Regions from separate parts of the Rattus norvegicus genome. Here region 1 is linked to region 2. The links are chromatin contacts, called in public Hi-C maps. All regions are on one chromosome and are shown on one strand. Each heading gives the region's core, a stretch centred on a gene start, on an enhancer-like site or on the middle of the called end of the contact. The rest is flanking DNA. Distances are from core to core; before and after follow the strand shown. Region 1 holds the start of Wdr59 (WD repeat domain 59). Region 2 holds the start of Mlkl (mixed lineage kinase domain like pseudokinase).

Region 1 (7,198 bases), core at 3,090-5,589, 180 kb after region 2:
CAGGAGGCAGAGAAAGTTAACTGGAAAGGGCCTGGGCTTTGAAACTTTAAGGCTGACTCCAGTGACACACCTCCTCCAGCAAGGCCACACCTCCTAATCCTTCCCAAACAGCTCCACCAGCTCGGGACTAAGCATTCAAACACATGAATCTATGAGAGCCATTCTCATTCAAACCACCAGACTGCTGGGATTATTTTCTAGAATATAAACTATGAAATGAATATGGAGCATTTCGAGAAGTTTATTGTTCTAGACATCTTCTTCAGAGAGGCAACATAAAGTATTTTCTTTTTCTTTCCATGCAGTAGAAAGCTAATAAAATAGGTTTCTGCCTCTTGCCAATCAACATCAGACTAAACAGGCAAATTCACACTATAGATATACCCTTTCAACTAAATAGAAAAATCTTAAGGAAAAACAGAAACTCCCACAAGGCAGTTAAATTACCCAGTTTACTTTGTTCTCCTGCTATGCCAACTGCTGTTTAGGCTTGATTATTTGCTCCTACTTTATAGCACTGCAATATAGGTGTGAGCGCCCTCTCTGCAGGTCTCTTCAGTTACATCTCTATAAAGAAATAGGGGTGAGGCAGCCTGGGTTTCTGTGAGAATTAAAAGATTTATAGATTAGCATCTTCCAAATTAGCAGGCTTGGACACGTGATACTGGTTCTGCTACGTCCTGATCCCTAGTGAAAGCAATTAACAAGAAGGGCAACCGCAATCTGTCTTCTCCCCTAGGAGTCTGGGGAAAGCAGACCTCACACTGACAGTGCTGACAGCACCAAGTGTCTCAAGATCCCTTAATCCAAAGAGTTCTGGTCAAATCCTCCATGGGGACTACTTATCAGAGGGTGCCACAGAGCAGACTGGCCCTCATGGCAGAAGACATGATGGAGGTTTAGAAGATGCCTGCTACCCACTTACTCTAATCTAGCTTTCCCCAAGTGTAGACTAACTGGATATTGACACTGTGCCTGGTATAGTGTGCACTAGCAGACCACAGCAAATCCTTATTTTTAAAAGGGGCTGGGGCTGGGGGAATGGCTCAACAGTTAAAACACGACCTTGTAATCATGAGAACCAAAGTTCAACTCTTCAGAAACCCACATAAATACGGGGTGGGCAGAGTAGCCTGCCTGTACATCTAGCCTTGAAAAGCTAAGAAACTGGATCCCTCAGAGCAAGCTGGCCACCAAGACTAATCACACTGGCAAGCTCTGGGCTTCGCTGAGGTGAACAAGGTGGAAAAGCAACCGGGCCGATTCCTGACATCAGCCTTGGGCCTCTACCTGCACATGCACCCACACACGTTGTGTGGTTTGAATAGGAATAGTCCCATAGACCCTCATGTTTCAATGCTTGGCCCATAAAGGGAGTGGCACTACTAGGAGATGTGGGGACAGGCTTTGAAGTCTCAGAGGCTCACCACCTGCCTAGTGGTCCACATTTTTTTCCTGTTGCTAGCTGATCTGAATGTAGAACTCTTCATTCCTTCTCTAGCACCACGTCTGCCTTCATTTCCCACCATGATGGTAATGGACTAAACCTCTGAACAGCAAGTCAATTAGAATTTCTCAACTAAATATTTTTCTTTGTAAGAGTTGTCATGGTCATGGTCTCTTCATGGCAACAGAAACCCTGAGACACATGTGTATACACATGCAAAACATACATACACATGTACTTGCCACCACACACATAAAAACACAAAAACTGAAATAAATAAATCCTTATTGAATAAATAAATAAATAGGTGAATAAAAGTCTGACCCAGAGAAAGTATTTAAGGATGGAGGGATGGCGCAGCCATTAAAGGCTAGATTACAACCAAACATATAAGAAAGTACTCAATAAATATTTGTTGAGGAAATGAAAAAACTTGAGAAGAAATGTCCTAGGTATCAGGAAAGGAAGACATGATATTTATTATGAACCTATGTGTGACACATTATAAGCTATTAAGAGATGAAGTAGCATTATGGGCTCTGGGGCCAGAGACTGTACAAATCCCCGTGGCCACCAGCCACATACAGTAGGCCCTAGACAAGTCTCTCAAGATCAGCCAATGAGGGATCAGCCTCCTCTTTTGGTAGAAAAGAATAATAGCTACTTAGCCTGCAGGGCTCTTTCATCAAGTAGAAAAAGAAAACACAGATACACTGCCTAGCATGAAGCCTGGCACATGGAAGACTCAATACAGAAAAATGATAAAAATATAGCTCAGCTCAGTCAGTGTAGCATGCATGGAGCCTAAGGCACTGCTCAAAACTGTGTGTGGTGGTGCACACCTATGACCTCAGTGCTCAGGAGGAACAGGCAAGAGGACCAAAAGTTCAAGGTCTCCTTAGCTACACGCCAGGCTCAAAGTTAACCTTGGGTACATGGAATCCTGTCTCAAAAGAGTCCTAGTGGGGTTGGGGATTTAGTCCAAGGGGTAGAGCGCTTGCCTAGCAAGCACAAGGCCCTGGGTTCAGTCCCCAGCTCCGGAAAAAAAGAAAAAAAAAAAAAAAAGAGTCCTAGTGCATGCCTCTAACCCCTAGTCTCGGAAGACAGAGGCAGGAGGATCTCTCTGAGTCTGAGGCCTGCCTGGTCTGCATAATGACTTCCAAGAGAGCCAGAGCTACATATGAGACCCTGTCTCAAAAAAGAAAGTGTGGGGTGCGAAGGGATTACTGGCTGGAGAGACGGCCCTCTTCCAGAGCACACAGGCTAGATTTCCAGCATCCACATGGAGGCTAACCACTGTTTGTATCTCTAGATCCAGGAGATTCTGGCCTCAGCAGTCACTAGACATGCAAATGATTTCCATATAAACAGCCAAAACAACCATACACCTAAAATTTTAAATGGATACCTTCAAGACGACCCACAGTGTAAAGTTGCAAGATAATGGCTGTTGACCTAAGCTTAGGTCCCACAGTAGAAGAGTATAGACTCCCCAGTGTTGTCCTCTGATCCCTACGCACCCACACACATCACTCACTATAATGTTTTATTTTAACTTAAAGAAAGGAAAAAATAATTAAACTATTCAGTCAATACAAACTTCTTTTAATTTTTAGTTTTTTTATTTAGTGTGTGTGTGTGTGTGTGTGTGTGTGTGTGTGTGTGAGTGTGTGACCTCCATACAGTATGTGTGGAGGTCAAAGAACAACTTGTGGAAGCTGGCTCTGTCCTTCTGCCACATGGGTCCTGGGGTGGGACTAAAGCTGACAGGCCAATCGGCCAATAACTGAAACGCTTCAAGAGCTCAATGCTAACATTTTAAAAAAGATATCATTTTCATTTTTTTATTGTTCATTTATTTACTGTGCGTACATGTGCCACAGCCTGTGGACGGAGGAAAGAGGATGATGTATGGGAGCTATTCTTCCTGGCTTGCGGGTTCTGGAGATTGAACTCAGGTTGGCAGCCTAGGCAGCAGTGACCTTGCCAGTCACCTTGTGGGCCCCCAATGTTAACAATTTTTGAAGCTTGCCGTGCGACACACGTCTTAATCATGTGACCTCACGCCAGACCTGTAAGTATAATAATCTCCCTTCTACAGGTAAGAAAACTGATGTGTAAAGCGTGACGTCAGGGATGGGCCACAGGGGTGTCCAATCCAAGCAATACATGTATTTTGTCTCCTTTAGCAATCACTTAGTAGGTTGGAACAGATGCTCTGCAAAACAGTATTTCGCAAATTCAACCCACAAATGGTAGGCGAGATTGGTTCAAGTAACTGAGGTTCAGAGAAGTTCTGCAACTTTCCTGAAGTCACCAAGAGCAGTCGACTACCTCAGGGAGTGGACACCTCCCCCAGCTCATTACCTTGTACAAGGGAAGAATCCCTTCAGCATTTACTATCGGTATTTCGGTGTTCCAAGACCATGAGCACTTGTGAAACCCTAAAGGCCATACATGCCTGCCCTAACTGTCCTGATTAGTAATCAAAGCTTCCCTAGGCTATCCTGGCTCTGACAGCTCCGGGTGAGCACCATGTCCATCTCCCCACCTTGAGCAAAGGGATGGATGAAAAGGCGGGGTGGGGGGTCTTGGGGGTGTAAACCACGGAAAGCGCATGCTCAGACGGCTCCATTTACGCACAGCTCACCTGAGAGTCCCGAAACTCCACCACCACGTTCTCGCTGCTCCAGCGCGCTGCCATCTCACAAGCCCGACCGTGGGGTGCCAGTCGGCGACCCTCCACCCCGACCCCAAGACCCGAGACTCCCTAGGTTAGTAAGCCCCACACAGCCAGCTAATAAATCCGGCCACGCCTCGTTCCCTGCCTTTCACTTGACCGCAACGCATTGGCTACTCCGATGATAGATCCCGCCTCTTCTGTTTTCTCCCCCAACCAGGGACCAGACCTGCCTCCAAAAACAGGAACGCCCCTTCATTTCGTCATCAGTACGAGTCACCCGGGCACCCCACTGCTGACACGCCCCCTGCCGTGAGCTCTGCCGGGAATTGTAGTCAAATGTCAGGTCAGCGTCAGTTACCCAGTAAGAGCCTGAGTTTAGAGAGCAGACGCCGCCGGCGGTCCTGTCTTGCTGGTAGTTGGATGGTATCCCCCGTATTCTACTACATACAGCGTATAAACAGGACCGACATCCGTACCAAAGTAAAATAACTTCTTCTGATACCTCTCATCAAGGCTTTGAAAAATTTGAGTTCACAATTCATTGTTTCATGTTGTACAGCCATGCCTCTTACATATCGAAGCTCCGAGGTTCTCCGCAACACTTGGGGAGAGGGGACGGGGGGGGGGGGGGGCAAGTCCCTAAAGGTAAAACAATTTCATAATCATATTAACACGTTACTTTCATTTTCTCTCACCAGTGTGCTGTACAGTTCTCCCGAGGCTGTGTGGTACATAGGGAATGTACTCAGAGAGGTTGTTTAGACTGAATATTAAACGACTTGCCACTCTTTTTGATAACATCGTTTGGTTTTGGAAACTTATTTTTTTCACTGAAGATGTTAATGATACTTACCATTTAACCATATTTTTTTTTATTCATGGCTTTAATTTCTAATACTGTCAATACCTTTATCCACACAAACAGTTTTTGGAGTCTTAGATAATTTTTGAGGATGAAATAAAAAATATCAGGAAGGTTCAGCATAGTAGGTAACAGTTGGCTTCGCTTCAATCCTATCTTTTGAAATCCCGGGTTACCTGGTTTAGCATCACATTCTCTCCTGAAGTAGAAATGTACTGTCTTATTTAGCTGTTGTAAGGCCCGGCACGTTGTAAAGGCTCAAGTATAAACTATTATTGGTATTCCTCTCTGCAAATCGTTGCATGAGCGGAGAGAAGGTATTGGCTCCTTTGCCCCTGAGATGCTTGTTAGAAAGGTCAGACAAACTTGTCTGTAGGATAGGGTGACTGTCATCTCACTGTCACCTGCCTGGAACAGTCCAGGTTTTACCACTATAACCAGCAAAAAAAAAAAAAAAAAAAAAAAAATCTTGCATCCCAGAAAACACCTCGGTACCAAAAAATGGAACAGGACAGCCTGGGCTACACAGAGAAACCATGTCTTGAAAATGAAACAAAACAAACAAAAACTATTGCAGGCTTAGAGGGAGATGGCTTACTGGATAAGAACATTTGCTTTGAAATCACGGGGAGCAGACTCTCAATGTAAAGAGTGAGTGTGTCCCAGTTGGATTCTTTCTGGATTCATTAATTCAATAATTATTTATTATTTCCAAGCTTCAGACGGGTCCCTGGACTGTTTTGTTGAAATCTGCTTGTTACTGCATATACAGGCTGCTCCATGCATGTTTGCCCTGGGTGAATGAGAGCAGCAGATGGTCCCGCAGACCTTTGTAAGTCAGAGGGGTACTCTGTGCAACCGAAAGTAGTAACCTCCAGACGATTCAAGTACTTTTATGTGACTCTGTTTTAAAAGATTTGTTTTGGCTATTTAATTTTTAAGTGTGTGTGTGTGTGTGTGTGTGTGTGTGTGTGTGTGCGCGCGTGTGTGTAGGAAGGAGGGTATGGGTGGGGGTGGGGGTGGGGATGAGGATGTGCAAATGAGTGCAGTTACCCAAGAAGGCCAAAAGAGGACATCAGATACCCAAGGACTGGAGTTACAGGTACTGGTGATCTGCTTGGTATGAATGCTGGGAATTGAACTCAGGTCCTCTGCAAGAGCAGTATTTGATGAGCCATCTCTCCATCCCTGGGTAATCCTGTACATCTAGGAACATAGAATCATCAGTCATTTTCCTGAATGCTTTCTCTCCTATCCTCCTATCGGTTTTTTCTCACAAATTGAAACTCTTTAAAAAGAACAGTAACAGCCAAGTAGTAGTAGTGCAGCCTTTAATCCTAGGGAGACAGAGGTAGGCAGATCTCTGAGTTTGAGGCCAGCCTGGGCTACAAAGTGAAGTTCTAGGACAGCCTGGGCTATACCAAGAAGCCATGCCTTGAAAAACAAAACAAACGAGCAAAACTATTACAGTCCTAGAGGGAGATGGCTTACTGAATAAGAACATTTGCTTTGAAATCACAAAGAGGGGGCTGGAGAGATGGCTCAGCAGTTAAGAGCACCCGACTGCTCTTCCAGAGGTCCTGAGTTCAATTCCCAGCAACCACATGGTGGCTCACAACCATCTGTAATGAGATCTGATGCCCTCTTCTGGTGTATCTGAAGACAGCGACAGTGTACTTATATATAATAAATGAATAAATAAATCTTAAAAAAAAAGAAAGAAAGAAAGAAAGAAAGAAAGAAAGAAAGAAAGAAAGAAAAATCACAAAGAGCAGAATCTCAGGACTTGTGTAATAAATCTAGGCTCCAGTGTGGACCTGTAACTCCAGATCTAGTTTGGTGGAGACGGGACAAGAGGATCACTGTTTTGCTGGTGTTCATTTTAACTGAGAAAACATGAGCTCAAGGTTCAGAAGAGGGAGGGGGAGAGGGAGAGGGAGGGGAAGGGGAAGAGGAAATAGAAGGAGAGGGAGAGGGAAATAAAAAAAGAGGAGAGAGAGGCCATGCCTCAAAACAACAGGATGAGGAAACCTGCTGCCTTATTCTGCTCTCCCCGTGCACAGGAGCAATTGCACATGAATGAACACAAACACACATGCTCAGATACTCATACAAGTCCACACAAATGTTAAAGAAAAACTTTCTAGAGCTAATTGTAATGTCAAGTTCTAATCAATCCCAGAACTCAGGGTGCGTTATCACAACA
Region 2 (7,317 bases), core at 870-3,369:
CCCTGCTACACATCACCACTGCCTGGCTAGATTTGCTTATTTTTATTTTATGTGTACAAGTGTTTTGCCTACATGTATATCTCTGTACCACATGCACATAGAGACAGGAGGTCAGATCTTCTGGGAATACAATGGCCATGTACATGCTGGGAATCAAAGCTGTGTCCTCTGGGAGAGTAACCAGTTTTCTTAACTGTTGAGCCATATCCCCAACCCTCAGAATGCTCAAAGCCTTAACAAGCTTCTCAATGGCCCAGTGAAAGATAGGGTAAGAATTATCTTGGAAAAAATTAAAACAACAGAGAAAGAGCTCCCTCAGTAGATGAGCTATCTCAGTAATTAAGAGCACTGACTGCTCTGTCATAGACAGGACCTATGCTGGTCAGCTCACAACTGCCTGTAACGTAAGACTCCAGGGGCTCTGAGCCTTATTCTGCTCTCCATAAGGACGCGTGCGCGTGCGCGCGCGCACACACACACACACACACACACACATGCACACGCGCCCCAAAGAAAGGAATAAATCCATTTACAGATCAGATTACAACATAGAGAAAACAACTCCTTGGAATCCCAGTCTGCCTTTAAAACATGAGTCAAAAAGTGAAACCAAGGGCTGGAGAGATGGCTCAGCGTTTAAGAGCACTGACTGTTCTAAAAAGAAGTCTTGAGTTCAATCTCCAGCAACCACATGGTGGCTCGCAACCATCTGTAATGGGATTTGATGTCCTCTTCTGGTGAGTCCGAGGATAGCAACAGTGTACTCATATACATAAAACAAATTAAACAAATCTTAAAAAAAAAAAAAAAAAAGTGAAACCAAGCATGTGAGTGATTAGTTTTCTTTGTCCATGGGATTCCCAGGCAAGGCATTAGTATCAGGATACTCTTTAAAGGCTGAGCCGTCTTTCTAGCCTGTCATGGTGCTCTTAAACAAAATCAATGGATCTCGGGCCCCAGCGATTCCCAGATGTTGAGCCCAAGCCGTCAAGGCTTGGATGTCTGAGAGCAAAGGAGAAAAATCTGGAAGTAGTACTAAATATATTAATTTACTCTTGCCCCGTTCCCCTCCAATTATAAAAAAATGTCAGAAATATCTGGGCGTAGTGGCACAACTTTAAACCCAGCACTTGGAAAGCAGAGACAAGCATCTCTGCGAATTCAAGTCCAGCTTGGACCATACAGTGAGTTCCAGGCCAGTCAGAGCTACACAGTGAGAGCCTATTTCCATAAACAAATGAATAGTCTAAAAAAAAAAGTCAGAGGCCCTTTAAAAAAATTACATTAGACTACTCATGAAATGGGCCCTAGAAAAGGAAAAGGGAATTCATATTAAGAACTGGAATCATGCTGGATGATGGTGGGGCACACCCTTAGTGTTAGTCCCAGCACTTGGCAGTCAAGAGGCAGGCGGATCTCTGAGTTCACGTTGGGTCTTGTCTACGGAACAAGATCCAAATTCCAGTGTAGACAGAGCCACACAGAGAAACCCTGTCCTGAATCCCTGCCCCCCCCTACCCGAACACACCCTCTCCCACCTCCCATCCCCATAATCATCTGTGCTGGAAACTGATTGTCTTACTGACTTCCCATCTACTCTAAGACTTGGGCACCTCTGGACGGGTCCCACTCTTTGCCTCTCCTCGAATCCCAGTCCTCGATCACCATCTTACTTGGGCAAAAGGTCAGCAGGGATCTCAGCAGCCGCACAGCCCAATAGAGTTAGGGAATCGAAACCAACTCACCCCGAGTTCCAGGAAGTCCTATCTGTGATTCCGTGATTCTCCTGCTTCCTCCTGCTGCGCTATGGCTCCCTGGAGTCTGAGGACTCAGCCCGGTTTTTCCGAGGGGCGCTGGTCTTGGTCTATCCTGCGCTCCGTTCCAGTGTTCCAGTAGGATCAGTCTCCCACTGGCCACTGTGATCTTCTTCCTCGCTGACAATGCACCCCAGACCAGGACAGGTCCCCGGTCTCCTGAGCCCCTTCCCTTGGTGCAGCCTTAATGCTCCCGCATCCCGGAGGAATTCTACACCGGCCACAGTTCTCGTGTAAAGTCAAATTTGGGTTAACACAGCAATGCCCCAGCCGAGCCCTCAAAACCAACAGCTGTTTCTTCTTCCGGAAGTGGCTGCCAGTTTGACACGCCTCCCCCCCCTCGGGGGGGGGGTTTCTACTCCTGCTGGAGGAGTGCCAGCTTCTCACACCCGCTTTCTGGACAGCTCCCAGTTGAAGTCTCCAGTTGTCTCTGGTCCTTCTCCAAATCCATTAAATAGCTACTCTGAGTCCTCCCAGGTCCTCTGCTTGGGGTCTTGGATTTGGGGATTGAGCAAATAAGGTTACAGGAAGCCCTGATAACCACTGTATGGGATAACCTGGAAGTTCAGCAAAATAAAAAAAATAAAAAAGCGAGGCTGAGACAGCTCAGTGAGCCTGCCGACTTGAGTCACCTTCTTCTCCTGAGGTGGAAGTAGAGAACTGAGTTCTCCAAGTTGTCTTCTGACCTCGACATGTGCACAGGCCCTGGCATGCAAACGCACGCACACACCACACCGGTAAATGCATTAAAATGGGGGTGACTCCTAGAAGTGCCAAGGCACTTCCTTTGGCCTCTTTGTGTCGAAAAATCCTGGGGCAGGAGATAGAACCTAGTGGAGGAAGTTCAAGGGAATGTGAGGTTACCCAAGTAGGGCTCAATTCCTTTTTTTTCCCTCTAAGTCATCTCCAAACTTTGTTATTTTTCAAGGTGAGTTTATTATTAAAGTCCGTTATATGCCCAGTTTGCCAGTATAAAAAAATACCGTTCACGAGCCAGGAGGTGGTGCACAATCCCAGCACTCGGGATCTCTGTGAGTTTGAGGCCAGCCTGGTCTACAAAGCCAGGACAGTCAGGGCTACACAGAGAAACTCTATCTCAAAAATAAAAAATAAAATAAAATAAGAAAAAGAAGGAAAGAAATGCTGTTGATTTTCTTGAGCTATATAGCTGGAAAGGATGGGGAGACATTTTACTTTGGGGCGACACAGTTGGGGGCTGCCTGGGGGGTTTAGTTTACCTGTTTTCTCATTTCCTTGCCCTTTCTCATTTGTTGTCTCCCCACAGACATTCACTCACTGTGTAGCCAAGGATGTTCTTGAACCATCAGCCCTCCAGCCTCCCCTCCTGGATCCTGGGATAACAGAAGTGCACCACTACACTCCTTTCCTGTGGTGCTGTGGATTGAATCCAGGGTTCTGTGTTTGTTAGGCACGCTCCCTATCACTAGGCTGTATACCAGCCCCCTCTTGGTTTTGTGACAAGGTCTCTTTAAGTTACCCGAGCAGGTCTTGAACTTTTGTGACCCCCCCCCCCACTTTCTTAGCCTCCCACATGGCTGGGATAATAGATTCAGGCCTCTAGGCCCACTTTGTAACTGTTTGCCACCATCGGTCGTCTTAGGTCTAGAGATTTATGTACATGGTTGTCTTAGTTGGGGTTTTACCGCTGTGAACAGACACCATGACCAAGACAACTCTTTTTTTTTTTTTTGTTCTTTTTTTTTTTTTTTTTCGGAGCTGGGGACCGAACCCAGGGCCTTGCGCTTCCTAGGCAAGCGCTCTACCACTGAGCTAAATCCCCAACCCCCCAAGACAACTCTTATATGGATGACATTTAATTGGGGTTGGCTTACAGGCTCAGAGGTTCAAGGCAGGAACATGGGCACATCCAGGCGGGCATGGTGCAGGAGGAGCTGAGAGTTCTACGTTTTCATCTGAAGGCAGATAGTGACTTCTAGGCAGCTAGGTCTAGGGTGTTATAGCCCACGCCCACTGTGACACACCTACTCCAACAAGGCCACATCTCCTAATGGTGCTACTCCCTGGCCCAAGCATATACAAACCATCACAGTGATGATATATTGTGAAGAGTAGCAAAGGCAGGGGGTGAGGGCAGGGGGAAGCTGATAAAGATGTGACCCCAGGCCCAGCGAGATGGCTCAGAAGGCAAAGGTGCATGCCTCTAAGCAGGAGGACCCGAGTTCACCTGGGACTCACAAAGTAGAAGGGGTGACAAAAGTCCTACAAATCGGGGTTGGGGATTTAGCTCAGTGGTAGAGTACTTGCCTAGGAAGCACAAGGCCCTGGGTTCGGTCCCCAGCTCCAAAAAAAAAAAAAAAAAAAAAAAAAAAAAAAAAAAGAAAAAGAAAAAGAAAAAGAAAAAAAAGTCCTACAAAGTGCTCTCTGACCACACTCTTGCCATTTGCACACACAAATTAACAACAAAGAAAGATGTGATCTCCGTGGAAACTTACTGGATTCATGGGGTAGTCAGCCAGATTCCATGGGGAGAGGTCAGCACTTGGAAGTTCTAGGGCAAAAGGCAGCCTCCACTCTGCCCAAGGCCATTGTTGAAAGAAGTGGGTAGTCGTGTCAACCATAACAGTAGCTGAACTGGGTGCACTGACCTGCTAGAACTGGAAGCATCCGGTATGAAAGCTTTTGAAGCAGATTTACTAGCATCCCACCATCAATGTGCAAGATAACCCCTTTTCTCTGCGTCCTCACCAGAGTCTTGTTATCTTGCTGTTTTTTAAGAAAGCTATTTTAATAGGCATGTGGATGTCTCAAAGTGATTTTTTTTTTTTGGTTCTTTTTTTTCGGAGCTGGGGACCGAACCCAGGGCCTTGCGCTTCCTAGGTAAGCGCTCTACCACTGAGCTAAATCCCCAGCCCCTTCTCAAAGTGATTTTAATTGGCATTTTCTTGGTGCCCAATGATGCTAAATATCTTTCATGATTTCTTTGCCATACCTAATTGCTTCTTTGGTGAATCTCTGTATCTTCTCTATTTTCGTTTGTTATGCGAATCTTGAGAGTTTATGTATTACAAATTCTTTGTGCAATATTTGGTATCCAAATGGCAGTGGAATAACAACTAAGGACAAACTTGCTGTAAAACGCAAACCTTATATAAAAATTAACCCCAAAGGATTGTAGATTTTTTTTTTTTGGTTCTTTTTTTTCAGAGCTGGGGACCGAACCCAGGGCCTTGTGCTTCCTAGGCAAGCGCTCTACCACTGAGCTAAATCCCCAGCCCCTGTAGATTTAATTGTAAAGCAGAACTAATAAGACTTAGAAAATGGTGCAAAGTGAGCAGAATTAAATCTAGAAATCTTTTCCTACTGAGAAAATTCTGGAAACATTTTAAGTGAGTCGAATGAGATCGGGTGTGTGTGTGTGTGTGTGTGTGTGTTCATGTGTATGTGTTCAGGTGTATGTGTGTGTGTTCATGTGTGTGTGTTCATATGTGTGTTCGTGTGTATGTGTGTGTTCATGTGTGTGTTCATGTGTATGTCTTCATATGTATGTATGTGTTCGAGTGTGTTCATGTGTATGTGTGTGTTCATGTGTATGTGTGTGTTCATGTGTGTGTGCCTTCATTTGTATGTATGTGTGTGTTCGTGTGTATGTATGTTCATGTGTGTGTGTGTACATTAACCTAGGCAGGTATAGGTAGCCAGAGGGAGGCATCAGGTGTCTTCTTCAATTGCACTAACTTCTTATTTATTCTAAATGTTAAATTATTTTGTGGGTGTTTTGCTTGCATATGTGTGTGTATACCATGTATATGCAGGACCCCTGAAGCCAGAAGGGGGTGTCAGATCCCTTGGGACTGGAGTTTACAGATGGTTGTGAAGACGATTTGGGTGCTAGGATTGAACCTGGCTCCCCTAGAGGAGCAAGTGTTCTAAGTAGGGTGTTTATTGCCGCGACAAAGCACCATGACCAAAGAACAAGTTGGGAGGAAAGGGTTTGTTCAGCTCACACTTCCACTTTGCTGTTCATCACCAAAGGAAGTCAGAGCAGGAACTCAAACAGGGCAGGAACCTGGAAGCAGGAGCTGATGCCGAGGCCATGGAGGGGTGCTGCTTACTGGGTTGCTTCCTATGGCTCGCTCAGCCTGCTCTCTTATAGAAGTCAGGACTACCAGCCTAGGGATAGCAGCACCACCATGGACTGGGCCCTCCCCACTGATCACTAATTAAGACAATGCCTTATGGCTGGATCTCATGGAGGCATTTCCTCAGCCAAGGCTCCTTCCTCTTTGATGATTCTAGCTTGTGTCAAATTGACACACAAAACTAGCCAGCACAGCAACCTTCACCATAGCCTCCCACTATCTTATTAAAGTTGTTTTTACACACACACACAGACACACACACACACACACACACACACACAAATGTTTTCCCTGCATGTATGTATGTACGTGTACCACATGAGAGCTAGCAAAAGTAGGGCAGGGTGTCAGATCCCCTAACCTGGAGTTGTGAGCCACTATGTGGAAACCTGGGTCATCTGAAGAGCAACAAGTGTTCTCTCTCTCTCTCTCTCTCTCTCTCTCTCTCTCTCTCTCTCTGTGCAACAAGTGCTCTTAATTGCTGAGCTATCAACTCCTCAATCCCTCCAGCTTGTTGTTTGATACAGGGCTTCTCAGTGAACCTGAAGTTCACCATTTCAATTAGACTGGCTGGCTAGTGAGCCCTTAGAATCTGCTACTCCCGCCCCCGGAGCTGGAGTTATGGACATGTGCTCTTTCTGCAGGTGGTGGGCTCAAACTTCTGGCCTTAGTGATACTGTGTTTGCAGTGAGGATACTAGAAACTACAAATTATCATTGAAAGACCTGCAAAGCTTAGGAAGCAAACAGCTGGCTTTCCTCCCCCATCTGTTGACTCATCCCTTGTCTTGTGTTTGGAGAACAGGGCAAAATAAACACAGGAATGCACACTGATCCACCTCCACCGGGGCTGGTGTGGGATGGAACACAGATTGAAGAGCAAGCAGGACTCTGCAAATCTCAAAGCCCAGTGTCTGATGTCTCTCTCTGTGTATTTCTTCTGCATAGTGTTTCTTTCAAACCTTCTCTGCTGGCTACTTTTGTGTTAATTTGACACAAGCTAGAGTTATCTGAAAGGAGGGAACCTCAATTGAGGAAATGCCTCCATTAGATCCGGCTGTAAGCCATTGTCTTAATTAGTGATCAGTGGGAGAGGGCCCAGCCCATTGTGGGTGGGGCCATCCATGGGCTGGTGGTCCTGGAGGGTTCTGTAAGAAAGCAGGCTGCGCAAGCCATGAAAGCAAGCCAGTAAGTAGCATCCCTCCATGGTGTCTGCATCAGCTCCTACCTCCAGGTCCCTGCCCTGTTTGAGATCCTGCCCTGACTTCCTTTGAAGATGGAGAGCAATGTGGAATTTAAATAAACCCTTTCCTCCCTGTCTTAGTCAGGGTTTCTATTCCTGTACAAACATCATGACCATTCCACTTCCACATTGCTGTTCAT

The links. A called contact is a pair of places that touch in the nucleus more often than the background predicts.
Region 1: a contact with region 2 is called in a Hi-C map of Schwann cells, with 5 times the contacts expected there. The contact joins the promoter of Wdr59 here to the promoter of Mlkl in region 2. A contact is called at or near these places in 4 of 12 Hi-C or Micro-C datasets (the A7r5 cell line, the Rat2 cell line, Schwann cells and 1 more).

Annotation. Positions count from the first base shown.
Region 1 is chr19:56,388,796-56,395,993 of GRCr8, forward strand. It overlaps Wdr59 (WD repeat domain 59), which reads right to left and starts at 4,340. Exons shown (of 27, transcript XM_063278659.1): 1 at 4,098-4,340. The coding sequence starts at 4,151. LOC120098630 (a long non-coding RNA gene) reads left to right here and starts at 4,091. Exons shown (of 2, transcript XR_005497030.1): 1 at 4,091-4,221; 2 at 4,348-4,638.
Region 2 is chr19:56,211,739-56,219,055 of GRCr8, forward strand. Mlkl (mixed lineage kinase domain like pseudokinase) reads right to left here and starts at 2,120. Exons shown (of 11, transcript NM_001401077.1): 1 at 1,746-2,120.